Linked DNA regions of Pan troglodytes: regions 1 and 3 are each linked to region 2. Evidence: chromatin contacts called from public Hi-C and HiChIP or PLAC-seq data. All regions are on one chromosome and are shown on one strand. The core of a region is the stretch at or near the end of the contact, and the rest is flanking DNA. Distances in the headings are between cores, read along the strand shown. Region 1 holds the start of GLYCTK (glycerate kinase). Region 2 holds the start of SEMA3G (semaphorin 3G). Region 3 holds the start of LOC134806945 (twinfilin actin binding protein 2).

Region 1 (3,940 bases), core at 1,422-3,921, 160 kb after region 2:
TGCACCTACAGCACTCTCAAACAGCTGCCTGGCCTGCTCTGCCAAGGCCATGCTGCTGGCCAGACGGGCCACTGAGCCCCGCCAGAGGAGTGGATGCAAGGGGGCTCGGGCCAAGCGGGGCAGGACCTGCAGGGCTGCAGCCATGCCCCACTGCTCTCAGCACTGCCTGGCACCCATGGCTGCCTAGAGGGAAAAAGCACAACTGAGGCCCTTGCAAGGCAAAAGACAGGAGGTCCCCCACGGCCGCCCCTCTGAGGGCTCAGGGCCAGTGGACCCCACAGCTGCTGCTACAAGAAGGAGCCATCTGATAGCCCCAGGAGACTTCCTGAAGCCCGCAGCTGCAGGATCTTACTCGTCCTTGGAGACCAGCCCTGCCACCCAGCCACGTCCTCCTCTTCTGCAGACCACATGCCGGCCCTCTGGATACTCTGCCTCAAGTCCAAAGTTCCTATTAGCTGGGCCCTCCTCCCAGGTCACCCCTTTGGCTGGGAGTTAATCATTGACAGAGGGAGTAATTTCTACCAGTGGGCTCCCATCCCACCCCTTTTCCACCCCCTGCACTTCTGAGCTCTTACCCTGGGACAACGCCCCTTTCTGGCACTCCTTCCTTGCCTCTTTACCACCTCTGCTGCCAGGAAGCTGTTGATTGTCCCACCAACTGACCCCGAGCCCATTGACCTCCAGTCTTCTCTATTTCATTATCTCATGAGACTGGGATTAGGAGCCTGGGAAGTCAGGGTCTATAGGAGGCTGCAGGTTTATCAGGTCAAACCCAGAACACATCCTCAGGGCAAGCAATCTGAGGAATCTCAGTATGCAGGACCAGTTCAGCAAGAGGTTTAGGTTCAAATCAGGAGTGAGGGCAAAGTCTGGCTCATGGTGGAACCTTAGAAAAGTCCCCAGGCACCATGTGAGGCCATGTGCCATGAAGCCCAATTGCAGGACAGAAAAGGATGCCCTTCTACCCACACAGTTGGCCAGACCCAACCCTGCCAAGAACACCCCTTCTGGTTCCAAGATAACAAAAACAAGTCCTAGGTCACACCACCCACAGTGGTGAGAGCCCAAGGGCTGAAGTAGGCAAAGGCCAGGCTCCCATAACTGAGCCCATAGCCATTTTCCCCACTGGGCAGAGTAAAAGCTAAAGAAGCCTTGGGGCGAAGGTCAGGAAGCTGTAGAGGAGTATAGGAACAACAAAGACCCAAACAGCTCATCTGTTTACCATAAATCATTGTTACCATAAATGTTGCAAGCTGACTTCATCAGCAAGTATGGACTGAGCAGGGTAAGGAGGCTGGGAATTGAGGTTCCAGCTCTACTATAGGCTTTCTGAGTGGCTGGGACACCTCCATTTCTCTCACTGGGCCTCATCCGCAAAATGAGACATGGGGTGAGATTAACACTACGCTCTCCCCTTAACAACCTCAGGCTCTCTGATACTGTCCACTGCAACACAGATCTCAAACACCGGTTTACCCCACACCCAAATATGGTGGTTACTTCCAGACTTTGACCATTTTGCTTGCCTAGTTCTCAGCTCTTCGGTAAGAAAAGACAGCCATGCCTGACTTCTGTTGTGAAAGGGAACACAGAGGGCATCGTCATGGGGATTCCGAAAATGGGTCCAGTTTTGGCCAGGGGGACCCCTGGAGCTTGCCCATTAGACTTGGAGCTAAAAGCATCTTAGCAACTAAGACAGCCGATCTTTATAGCCTGGATGAAATTTGTATCTATTTTCCAGATGGACAAGAGCCTAGAAGATCCCAGCCTTGCCACTGGGTATGAGCACAGGACAGGGGGACGCTCAATGCTAAGGCTGCCAGAGAAAATACAGGACTTCCGGTTAAATTTGAATTTCAAATAAACAAGTAATTTTTAAAGTATAAGTATGTGCATACAATGTTTAGGACTTAACAATTATTCGTCGTTTATCTTAACTCAAATTTAACTGGACGTGGCCGGGCGCAGTGGCTCACGCCTGTAATCCCAGCACTTTGGAAGGCTGAGGCGGGCGCATCACCTGAGGTCAGGAGTTCGAGACCAGCCTGACCAACGTGGTGAAACCCCGTCTCTTCTAAAAATACAAAAATTAGCCGGGTGTGGTGGGCGCCCGTAATCCCAGCTACTCGGGAGACTGAGGCATGAGAATCATTTGAACCGGGGAGGCGGAGGTTGCAGTGAGCCGAGATCGCGCCACTGCACTCCAGCCTGGGTGACAGAGTGAGATTCTAACTCAAAAAAAAAATGTAACTGGACGCTTTGCATTTTTATTTGCTAAGTCCTCCAATTCTATCCAAGACACGGTCTCTCCGAAACTCCAGGAGGCTCCAGAGCAAAACAACGGAAATAGGAAGACTACCGGTCTTGACTCCTCCCCGCCATCAAAGAGGGCTGGTACCATTTCCGGCTTTCCCTAGACAGTAGGGGGCCGGAAGTGACGTCATCCTAAGGTAGGGCCTTAGCGAGGGAAATGGCTGCCGCGTAATGCCCGGTGATGCGAGAAAGAAGGGCCTGCTGCCACCAGGACCCGTCATCGCCCAGCCCAGGGACCGCTTCTGAAGGCCATGCGAGCCCTGGCGGCGCAGACTTACCAGCCCACAGCTCCGGCCGCGGTGCCCAGCGCTGGAGAACGGAAGTACTAGGGGGTGGGCGGAGCGGAAGCCGGAAGTGTGGGTGGGTGGAGCGGCGCAGGCGGGTGCGAGCTCTGGCTGAAGCCGGTGTCCGGGAGGGGAGAGTTTAGCATATTGGCTCTTTGCTGGCCACTGACAGACCTGGAAGGAGTCACCTTCAGTCCTCATTTTTTAAATCTCTACATTGAGGGTAATAATCCCCGCCTCACCGATTGCCGATTTTTTTTTTTGAGACGGGGTCTCACTCTGTCGCCCAGACTGGAGTGCAGAGGCGCGGTTTCGGCCCAATGCAACCTCCGCCTCCCGGATTCAAGCGATTCTCATGCCTCAGCCTCCCGAGTCGCTGGGATTACAGGCATGTGCCACCACTCCGGGCTAATTTTTGTATTTTTTAGTAGAGACGGGCTTTCGCCATGTTGCCCAGGCTGGTCTCGAACGCCTAACCTCAAGCGATCCACCCACCTCAGCCTCCGAAAGTGATGGGATTACAGACTTCAGCCGCCGCACCCGGCCTCTCCCTTCCTTTATCCTGTACGGTCAGTCAGCAGATGCACCCTGAGTGTCAGGCACTGGGCTGAGCAAACGAACTGAGAATCACTACTTCCCCACAACTCACCCCTTCTGGAGCCAGATTAAGTAATTCCCGCTCCTCTCCATGGCTTTTATTCCACAACTTATTATTGTTCTTCCCTCTCCCACCATGGGCCACCAAATACAGCTCTGGCTTAGCAAGAGTTCCATTCTGCGATCCTCAAGCACATAAGCGGCATGTAAACGCTAATGACTCTGGGCCTACCTCGCTGTCCCTACTCTCATCCGGGGCCTACCCTGTGTTGGCTGGATGCCTTCCCACATTCATAAGATGAGTCCTGATCAGACTCCAAAAATACAAAACAGTTCACTGTTTTTACTGATGTTTTCTTAGGGAGATAGAGGAGAGAGTTGCATCACAAATCACACACTTGATTTCCTAACAATTTTATTGAAACATGTTTCTTGGCAGGGCGCAGTGTTTCACGCCTGTAATCCCAACATTGGGGAGGCCAAGGTGGGCGGATCGCTTGAGCCTAGGAATGCGAGACCAGCCTGGGAACATGGCGAAACTTATCTCTACCAAAAAAAAAAAAAGAGCCAGGTGTGGTGGCATGCTCCTGTAGTCCCAGCTACTCAGGAGGCTGAGATGGGAGGATCACCTGAGCCTGGGAGGTAGAGGCTGCAGTGAACCTTGATCACGCCACTGCACTCCAACCTGGGCCCCTGTCTCAAAAAAAAACCAACAAACAAAAACACATTTCTTTCTCTTGGTTTTG
Region 2 (3,816 bases), core at 555-3,054:
GCAAGCAGGGGGGCCTTTAGAGACGATCCCTACCCTCTGCCCCCAGGCCTGGAAAACTGAAGCCCAGAGAGGGAGAGGACCTGACTGAGGCCACACACATTAACAGTAGAGTTCGGACTCCCAGCCTGCCACAGGCTCTTTCCGCAGTGTGGAGTAGGCTGCCCCCACACCCTGCCCCAGTCGACCCAGGCTTCCCTGCAGCCCCTGCTGGGTGTCTGGCTGAGCTGAGACCCCAGGGTGGGCTGGCAGGCTGAGGAGTGTTGGGCCTCCTGCCCGCCGCTGGTGGTCACATGCTGGCTGAAGGGCTGCCTAGCTCAGTCTCCAGTTAGAAGTTGGCCCCAGCTTGGGCAGTGTGCTGGCCACACCTCCCCAGGGAAACAGAGACAGAAGCAGTCCACTCCAAGGTCCCAGGATATGGTCACCCTGACAGCAGCCCCTGCGCAAGCCCACTCATCAGGTTATAAAGGCTGCTTACACCCAGGGTGGCTGGTCCCTGGCCCTGGGAGGAAGAGGCAGACCCAGAGATGGAAGGGCCTTGGCCAAGGCTCTCCAGCAGGGCCAGAGGCAGGGCTGGGCTGAGCTCCATCACTGGCCTCTGTGGGCAGCCCCTTGCCCACCTCCAGGCCAGCCCCCTGCTGAAGAAGGCATGTGTGAGTGAAGGGAGCTGGGGACAGGGAGGCAGAGTTGTAGGTCTCTGGGACCTGTCATGCTGACCCAAGAAGCCAACCTGTTTCCATTTCAGGATTGAGGTAGGGGAGGAGGGTGGGGTCCCCATACTCCCAAGAATGCCCAGAAGCAAAGGAGGGTCCCAGGAAGGGGCAGAGCTGAGCTGGACCCATTCTCAGCCTGCTCTGTGGCCTGGGCCAGGTCCTTCCCTCTCTGAGTGCCCCCCAAGTTCCCTGACCACCATCAGAGGGCCCAGGCCGGTCCATGTGGGAGGCCCAACCTGCAGGAGCTGTTAGAATCCTGGGAACTCAAACTCCAGCTCAAAATTAAAATCTCTTTAGTGCCCAGGGCCTCAGGTTCTGAGTGTAGGGTTCTGGGGTGGGGTGAGGTGGCGACTGTTCTGGGGCAGGGAGCATGGGGAGGTCCTGTCACTCACCCCAGATTCAGGCCCTCAGTCCCATTTCCCCTTTGGCCCTCTTCTGTGGCTTTCTCTGCCCCCCGCCACCCAGTCAGTATTCAGGGTGGGGGAAGTGACCTCTAAGAGATCATAGGTGTCTGTAGGGCCTATGAGGCATGGGGTCCCTGGGAAGAACCATCACTGACCTGGGGAAGCTCTGGACCCTGAGTCTCTGGAAGGACTGGAGGCCTGAGGGAGGCAGGGCAAGGGGAGGTTCCCTCGGCATGGAGTCCCCTGATGCCCCTGTCCCCTACCCCAAAGCAAGCCTGGTGAGCTGAGATGGGGCATGTAGATGTGGGGAGAGGCTGGGGTGCCTGGAAGCCAGATGGGGACAGGCCTGGGTGGAAGAGGCTGGGCAGTCATCTCTTGCTGGCTCTATGAAGTGTTGCCGGACCTCAAACACCTGTCTAGGACATGGCGCCCCTTGGGCTGGGAATGGCCCTCCACCCTTACCCAGGGGAGCTGGAGAGTCTGGCCAAAGCTTCAGGGGGCTGGAATATCCTGGAATTGGGGCAGGGCCAGTTTGGAAGGTCTCTGCTGTGTGCAGTGGAGGGGCAGAGAACAAGGCAGAGCCCAGCTAGGCCCCTACCCAGCCCATCAACTTTAACCTCTGATCCCTGACCTCCCTTCCAGGCTCTCTCCCCACTTGTCACTTTGCTGGAGCCTGGGGACCTGCATTTGTGGACATTTCTGTACACATGGCCTGTGCCCTAGCTGGGAAGATCTTCCCAATGGGGAGCTGGCCAGTGTGGCACAAAAGCCTGCACTGGGCCAACAAGGTGGAAGGAGAAGCGGCAGGTGGACGGCAAGGCCCCAGCCTCCTTCTCTCCTCCGCCCCTCTTCCCGCCCAGGACTGGGTGGAGCCACTGCCTTATAAGTGGTGGCCTGGTGGCAGCAGAGCAAACTACAACCGGCGGCCAGCGGGACCGGAGGGCGGCTCTGCAGGCAGGCAGCAGTGGTGCCCTCAGTTCCCCAGCATGGCCCCCTCGGCCTGGGCCATTTGCTGGCTGCTAGGGGGCCTCCTGCTCCATGGGGGTAGCTCTGGCCCCAGCCCCGGCCCCAGTGTGCCCCGCCTGCGGCACTCCTACCGAGGTACCAGCCCCTGCATGCCCTGTTTGTGTGCATGTGCCGTTTGTGTGCGTGCGCTCTGTTTGGGTGCATGTGCCGTGTTTGTGTGCCTGTGCAGTGTTTGTGTGCATGTGCCCTGTTTGGGTGCATGTGCCGTGTTTGTGTGCGTGTGCCGTGTTTGTGTGCGTGTGCCCTGTTTGGGTGCGTGTGCCGTGTTTGTGTGCGTGTGCCGAGTTTGTGTGCGTGTGCCGTGTTTGTGTGCGTGTGCCGTGTTTGGGTGCGTGTGCCCTGTTTGTGTGCGTGTGCCCTGTTTGGGTGGCTTGGGCTCTTGGGTGCCTGGCCAGCTGTAGGGGAGGGAGCCTCTCCCTGCACAGCTCTCGGGGAGTGGGAGGGAGGCAGGTCCTGGGAGACAGGACCAGGGTGGCGGTGGGAAGGACCTGACGGGGAGTGCTGAGAAAGGGACAGATGGAGACCCTGAGAGAGCTCAATAAAGATGGGGAGGAGACAGAGGAAGGGACCAGGCAGGGGAGAGTGACAGAGAGGGTGGGGCTGAAGGGTCTGTCTGGGCTCAACTGGCACTTTTTGCCCAGGGTGGCCAACGGGAGAGCAGGCAGCATGCTATCCGTTGGTCCTGGGGCCACAGAGAAGGGGAGGACCCCCCTTGCAGCCCACTTCCCAGAGTGGGCTTGTTCATGTGCTCCTGCACCCAAGAAGCGCCCCAGCCCAGGGGGAGTTTCACCTCCCCTTTTTGCACATCCCAGCCTGGGGGTTCCTGTGTTCTACCCTAGACATGTGAGCCGGCTCAGGCCTCCATGGATGGGCCCAGGGAAGGCCCGAGACAGGCTCTTGGCAGATCCTTCCTGAGGAAACCAGAGGGGTGACCACCTTCCCCTGGGAAGCCCGGTCTGCTGGGGGAGATGGCGCTCGTCCCTGGAGAGGCTGAGGGGAATGTGGTCTTGTTCCGGGAGCTGTGGTTTTGCGGGGAGGTCAGACTACTAGAAAAAGCCCCAAATAGGGAAAGTTCCCCAAGGTACTGTCATCCATGGAGGGCTTCCCGGAAGAGGCCGTTGATGAGTTTTGGGGGTGGAATGGGTGTTGGGTAGAGGTGCTTCTGTAGGGAAGGCATAGGACACTCTGGGCCTTCCCAAAGGTGGCCAGCACCCCCTTCCTGCCACATCCTACTGCCCCCATTACCTCCACCTCCCCAGCCAAGCCCGGAGGACCTACCTCAGGATCTTCAACTCCTGGGACCGATGTCCCCAGACAGCTCCCTGCTCTCATCTCTGGGGTGGGATAGCCAGCATCTATGGGGAGAAAATTGTCTTTGGCCACATCCCTGGACTGGAGGTGGGAGCCCTTCCTGGCCATACCTGCCCTTTTCTGCACCCAGGCCATTGCCAGGGGTCCCCTCTGCTGGGAACAGTTTCGCCTGCTGGCCCACCCTCCAGCTGAGTCAGGCGGCCTGCAAAGACTCCCGCCCTTCCTCCAGGATCTTCCAGCACTTTGCTCTAGTTTCTGCTGGTTGGGGCCTTCTTCCCTGGGGACTGGGTAGGGCACAGATGGGACAGTGGGAAGATGTTAGCTGCATGATGAAGGGCTAAGGAATGGAGGGGTGGGAGGTAGGC
Region 3 (3,824 bases), core at 1,098-3,597, 210 kb after region 2:
CAGGCTGGTCTTGAATTCCTGGCCTCAAGCAGTCCTCCTGTCTCAGCCAAGTAGCTGGGACTACAGGTGTACATCACCATGCCTGGCTAATTTTAAAATAATTTTTTTTTTTTTTTTTTTTGTAGAGATGGAGTCTCACCATGTTGTTGTCCAGGCTGGTCTCAAACTCCTAGGCTCAAGAGATCTTCCCACCCTGGCCTCCCAAAGTGTTGGGATTACAGGCATGAGCCACTGCACCTGGCCCCCAACTTCTCGAATAAAATGAAACTATGATTCTTGGGCTCACTCACTACCATGTGACATTGATCAAATCACTTCACCTCTCCAAACCTCAGAGTCTTTATCTGTAAGATGGAAAAAGTAACACCTACTTCAGGGGCTGTCATGAGGATTAAATAAATGTGCCCAGCAGGTAGTAAGTATACAACACAAAGCATCTAATGGTTCATTCATACATTTGCTTATTTTGCAATTATTGGCCACCTGCCAATGTTGGGCACTGTTCTAGGCACAGGGGATACAGCAAGGGCAAACACCTAACTACTGGTGGAGGGAAGATGATAAACAAATACGTAAAGATTTGTGCCAGGTACTGATAAAAGCAAAGAATGACCCATGGAGAGGGTCAGCTGGGGAGACCACGCAGTACCCTACTTTGTCACAGTTCATCCAGTGAGGGACATTTTTACAGGGCACATGACCTTAATCTTTTTCATCAATCTTGGTTAATTCATTTCCAGGAGGTCAAGTCTCTTGTGGTTCTGTGGAATCACCAGATGCTCCTGTGGATGTGGCTTAGTCTGAACTGATGTAACAAGTAGCTCTGTGTTGCTGGCACCATCTGGCTGTAGCAGGGTTCAGTGTGGGAGGCCTTGCCTGTGAACTGTTCTAGAAGGCAAGCTGCAGGGCTGCATAACACTCCATTTTCCACTGTGAGTGCTGGGGGGACAGTGGTTAGCAGATGACATAGGCCCAGTCTTCAGGGTGAGCGCAGGAAGATGAATGAGAAAACCCTTCAATTCTGTGTAGCTGGGCTCTCTGGGGATGAGAAACTCAGGGGTTGGGGGGCACAGAGGAGGCCTCAATGCAGGCTAGTGAGGGTGGGGAGCAAGACAGTAAACGGAGCTGAAGCTGGGGCCAGATGCCAGGTAGGCCACACATTTCATCATCACATCTCTCAGCAACCCCAGCCCAAAAAGCTGGCCTCCTTTCCAATCTTCCCAGCCAAAGTCCCTGGACAAGCTGATTGGACCAACCAGAGTCAGATGCTCATCCCTGACTCATCACAGTGGCCTGGAAGATGCCACATGTTGACTAGTTGGTAGCAGCAGGCAGGTACTGGTACCAGTAAGGCAAGGCTGCTGGATATAGACACAGAAGGTCATTAGGACATGGGAAGTTCCTCACCAGGCTCTGGCCCTCTTTCAACCTCTGGGCCTTTGCACATGCAGTGCCCTCTTCTCAGAAAACCTCTCTGGCTGGGACTAGTAAGTGGCTCACGCCTGTAATCCCAACGCTTTGGGAGTCCGAGGCGGGCAGATCACCTGAGGTCGGGAGTTCAAGATCAGACTGACCAACACAGAGAAACCCCGTCTCTACTAAAAATACAAAATTAGCCAGGCATGGTGGTGCATGCCTGTAATCCTAGCCACTCGGGAGGCTGAGGCAGGAGAATCGCTTGAACCCGGGAGGCGGAGGTTGCAGTGAGCCGAGATCGCGCCAGTGCACTTCAGCCTGGGCAACAAGAGGGAAACTCCATCTCAAAAAAAAAAAAAGAAAGAAAGAAAAAGAAAAAGAAAAAAAACTTTTCGCTCCACTCTGCTGGGCTGTTTCATTCTCCCCTCTAGGTTTCCAATCTTCGCCTTCTCCTGGCAGCCCCTCACATTGTCTCGGCGGGCTCTCACCACCATACACTCCATCTAGTGGGTGAAGGCGGGCCTAGGCCCGTGAGGGCAAAGCCTAGCGGCCATGACCACCCCGAGGTGCCCAGGACCCCACGGGAGGCGCTCAAGAAACGGCCCCTGGGGAAGAGCTGGCGCGCCCACCCACAAGCAGACCCCTTCCTGGGTGCAAACCCGTGTACGCTGGGACCCACTCCTATTCGGAGACCCACCTGGCTTGGGGAGCACAGATCGGGCGCGCGCGCACGATCCGCCCCACCCACAGACCACCGTGATCAGGGCGCACAGACACACACGCGCGTCCTCCCACGCACGCTCGGTCACACGCAGGCCCCCCCTCTCCTGCCACAGAGGAACGCGCTGGCGTGCGCACGGCGGATCAATCATCATCCTTAGACCCACCCGGACCGAGGCGCAGGCTGCGCGCACGCGCGGCCCCGAGTCCCCGCCTCCCTGCCGCGCCTGTCGGGGGCGGGGCGCCGCTGGGGGCGGGTCCTGCGGCACCGCCCGGGAAGCTGCGCGAGGCTCGACAACCTCCGCCACATCCTCCTCCTCTCTTGGTCCAGCGAGCGTTGCCGGGCCAGGGTCCAGCGGAGGGCTCCGACGGCGCGGACGGAGCGAAGCGCCGAACCATGGCGCACCAAACGGGCATCCACGGTGAGGGCGGATGGCGGGCGGGCAGGGGGCCTCGGTCTGGGCTCTCGGAAGCGCCCCCTCCCCGGCTCTCGGCCCCTCCCTCCACCCCACCCCAGCCGGGAGAAAGCTTCCTGTTCTCTTTTGCAGCCGCGGGTCGCCTGGGGTGGGCACATCTGGGGGAGTACGGACGTGGTGTGCATAGCTGGGAGTGGGTGTATGTGTACGTACACAACTGGGGTGGAAGTATCTGTGTGCCTACCTGGAGATGAATGTGGCTGTGTGTGCCCATCTGTATATTTTTGTTCCTTTCCGGGAGTGGGTGTACACGCATGTGCACACGTCTTCCGTTTACAGTCCTGCCTGTGCACCTCTGGATGTGACTCGCTTGTGTACATCTAGGGTCATTCATGCACTGGCACTAGTGACTGTTTGAATGGACACTGTAGGTCGCATAGGACCCTCTTTAGACATCAGTGTTTCATGGCAGTGTGCACATGTATGTGGGTGTCTGTGTGTGTGCACAGTTGGAGTGCGTCTCAGTGTGCATTTTAGCCAAGGATGCATATACCGCATGTGTCTGACTTGAATGGGCTTGTTTATGTGTGTTAGGAGAAGGCCTTGACCTTTGCTCCTCCCAGGACACTCACTCTCCCCAGGCTAGGGAAAACCCGGAACAGAGACTTCTACGTGGGATGGAGAAAGCTGCCTATCTGACCTTGACCTCTGACCTCCCTCCCATTTTCCACTGTGACTTTCTGAGTCTGCCTCAGTCTGGTTGGAAGATCCCAGCTCCAGGCTGCAGACAGAGAAGAGGTCCAGATATGGGGTTCTGGGGGGAGAGTCCTGGCCCTAAAGAATCCAGGCCAGCTCCCACCCCCAGCCCCCATCCCTAGGAAGCTTCACCATTCCCTAGCATCACACCCTCCCCTCCCCTAGGGGTCCCAGTTTCCTTCTTGGACAGGCTGTGAGAGAAGCAATGGCTGGGAGCCAGGTGCCCTGACTCTACCTGGGGCTCAGTGTCCTCCTCTGTCACTGGCCTGAGAGAGCTGCCTGGCCTGTGGGGAAGGCCCGGGCTGTTTGCCCACACAGCCTGGCGGGTTTGGCCATCAGCCACCCCTCCCACCACACTAGGATCCCCTGCCTGGGGCTGCCACCATCGACCTGCCTGACCACCTGAATCCTGGTGCGGTTGTGGCCACTTGGTGGCTGGGCTGCCCTGAGAAGGTTTCCCTGGCCTCGCGAAGGCAGGGGCCTGGGTCAGGGCCAGGGCTCCCAGATGGGCCAGCC

What was found. A called contact is a pair of places that touch in the nucleus more often than the background predicts. HiChIP or PLAC-seq counts read pairs in DNA pulled down with a chosen protein or histone mark.
Region 1: a Hi-C map of stem cell-derived neural progenitor cells shows a contact between it and region 2, with 6 times the contacts expected there. The contact joins the promoter of GLYCTK here to the promoter of SEMA3G in region 2. A contact is called at or near these places in 1 of 7 Hi-C or Micro-C datasets (stem cell-derived neural progenitor cells) and 1 of 1 datasets of contacts at active chromatin or transcription factors (stem cell-derived excitatory neurons).
Region 3: a contact with region 2 is called in an H3K4me3 HiChIP or PLAC-seq map of stem cell-derived excitatory neurons, with 5 times the contacts expected there. The contact joins the promoter of LOC134806945 here to the promoter of SEMA3G in region 2. A contact is called at or near these places in 2 of 7 Hi-C or Micro-C datasets (induced pluripotent stem cells and stem cell-derived neural progenitor cells) and 1 of 1 datasets of contacts at active chromatin or transcription factors (stem cell-derived excitatory neurons).

What each region holds. Positions count from the first base shown.
Region 1 is chr2:56,331,755-56,335,694 of NHGRI_mPanTro3-v2.0_pri, reverse strand. GLYCTK (glycerate kinase) reads right to left here and starts at 2,671. Exons shown (of 4, transcript XM_009445588.5): 1 at 2,592-2,671; 2 at 1-183. The coding sequence starts at 144. It overlaps LOC104005569 (a long non-coding RNA gene), which reads left to right. Exons shown (of 2, transcript XR_010155234.1): 2 at 1,742-1,886.
Region 2 is chr2:56,488,217-56,492,032 of NHGRI_mPanTro3-v2.0_pri, reverse strand. SEMA3G (semaphorin 3G) reads left to right here and starts at 1,804. Exons shown (of 17, transcript XM_016941237.4): 1 at 1,804-2,215. The coding sequence starts at 1,822.
Region 3 is chr2:56,282,877-56,286,700 of NHGRI_mPanTro3-v2.0_pri, reverse strand. LOC134806945 (twinfilin actin binding protein 2) reads left to right here and starts at 2,347. Exons shown (of 9, transcript XM_063805888.1): 1 at 2,347-2,558. The coding sequence starts at 2,534. LOC134809446 (a long non-coding RNA gene) reads right to left here and starts at 2,330. Exons shown (of 2, transcript XR_010155235.1): 1 at 2,114-2,330; 2 at 439-1,361. LOC134809447 (a long non-coding RNA gene) reads left to right here. Exons shown (of 2, transcript XR_010155236.1): 2 at 126-273. It also overlaps a transcript of TWF2 not described here.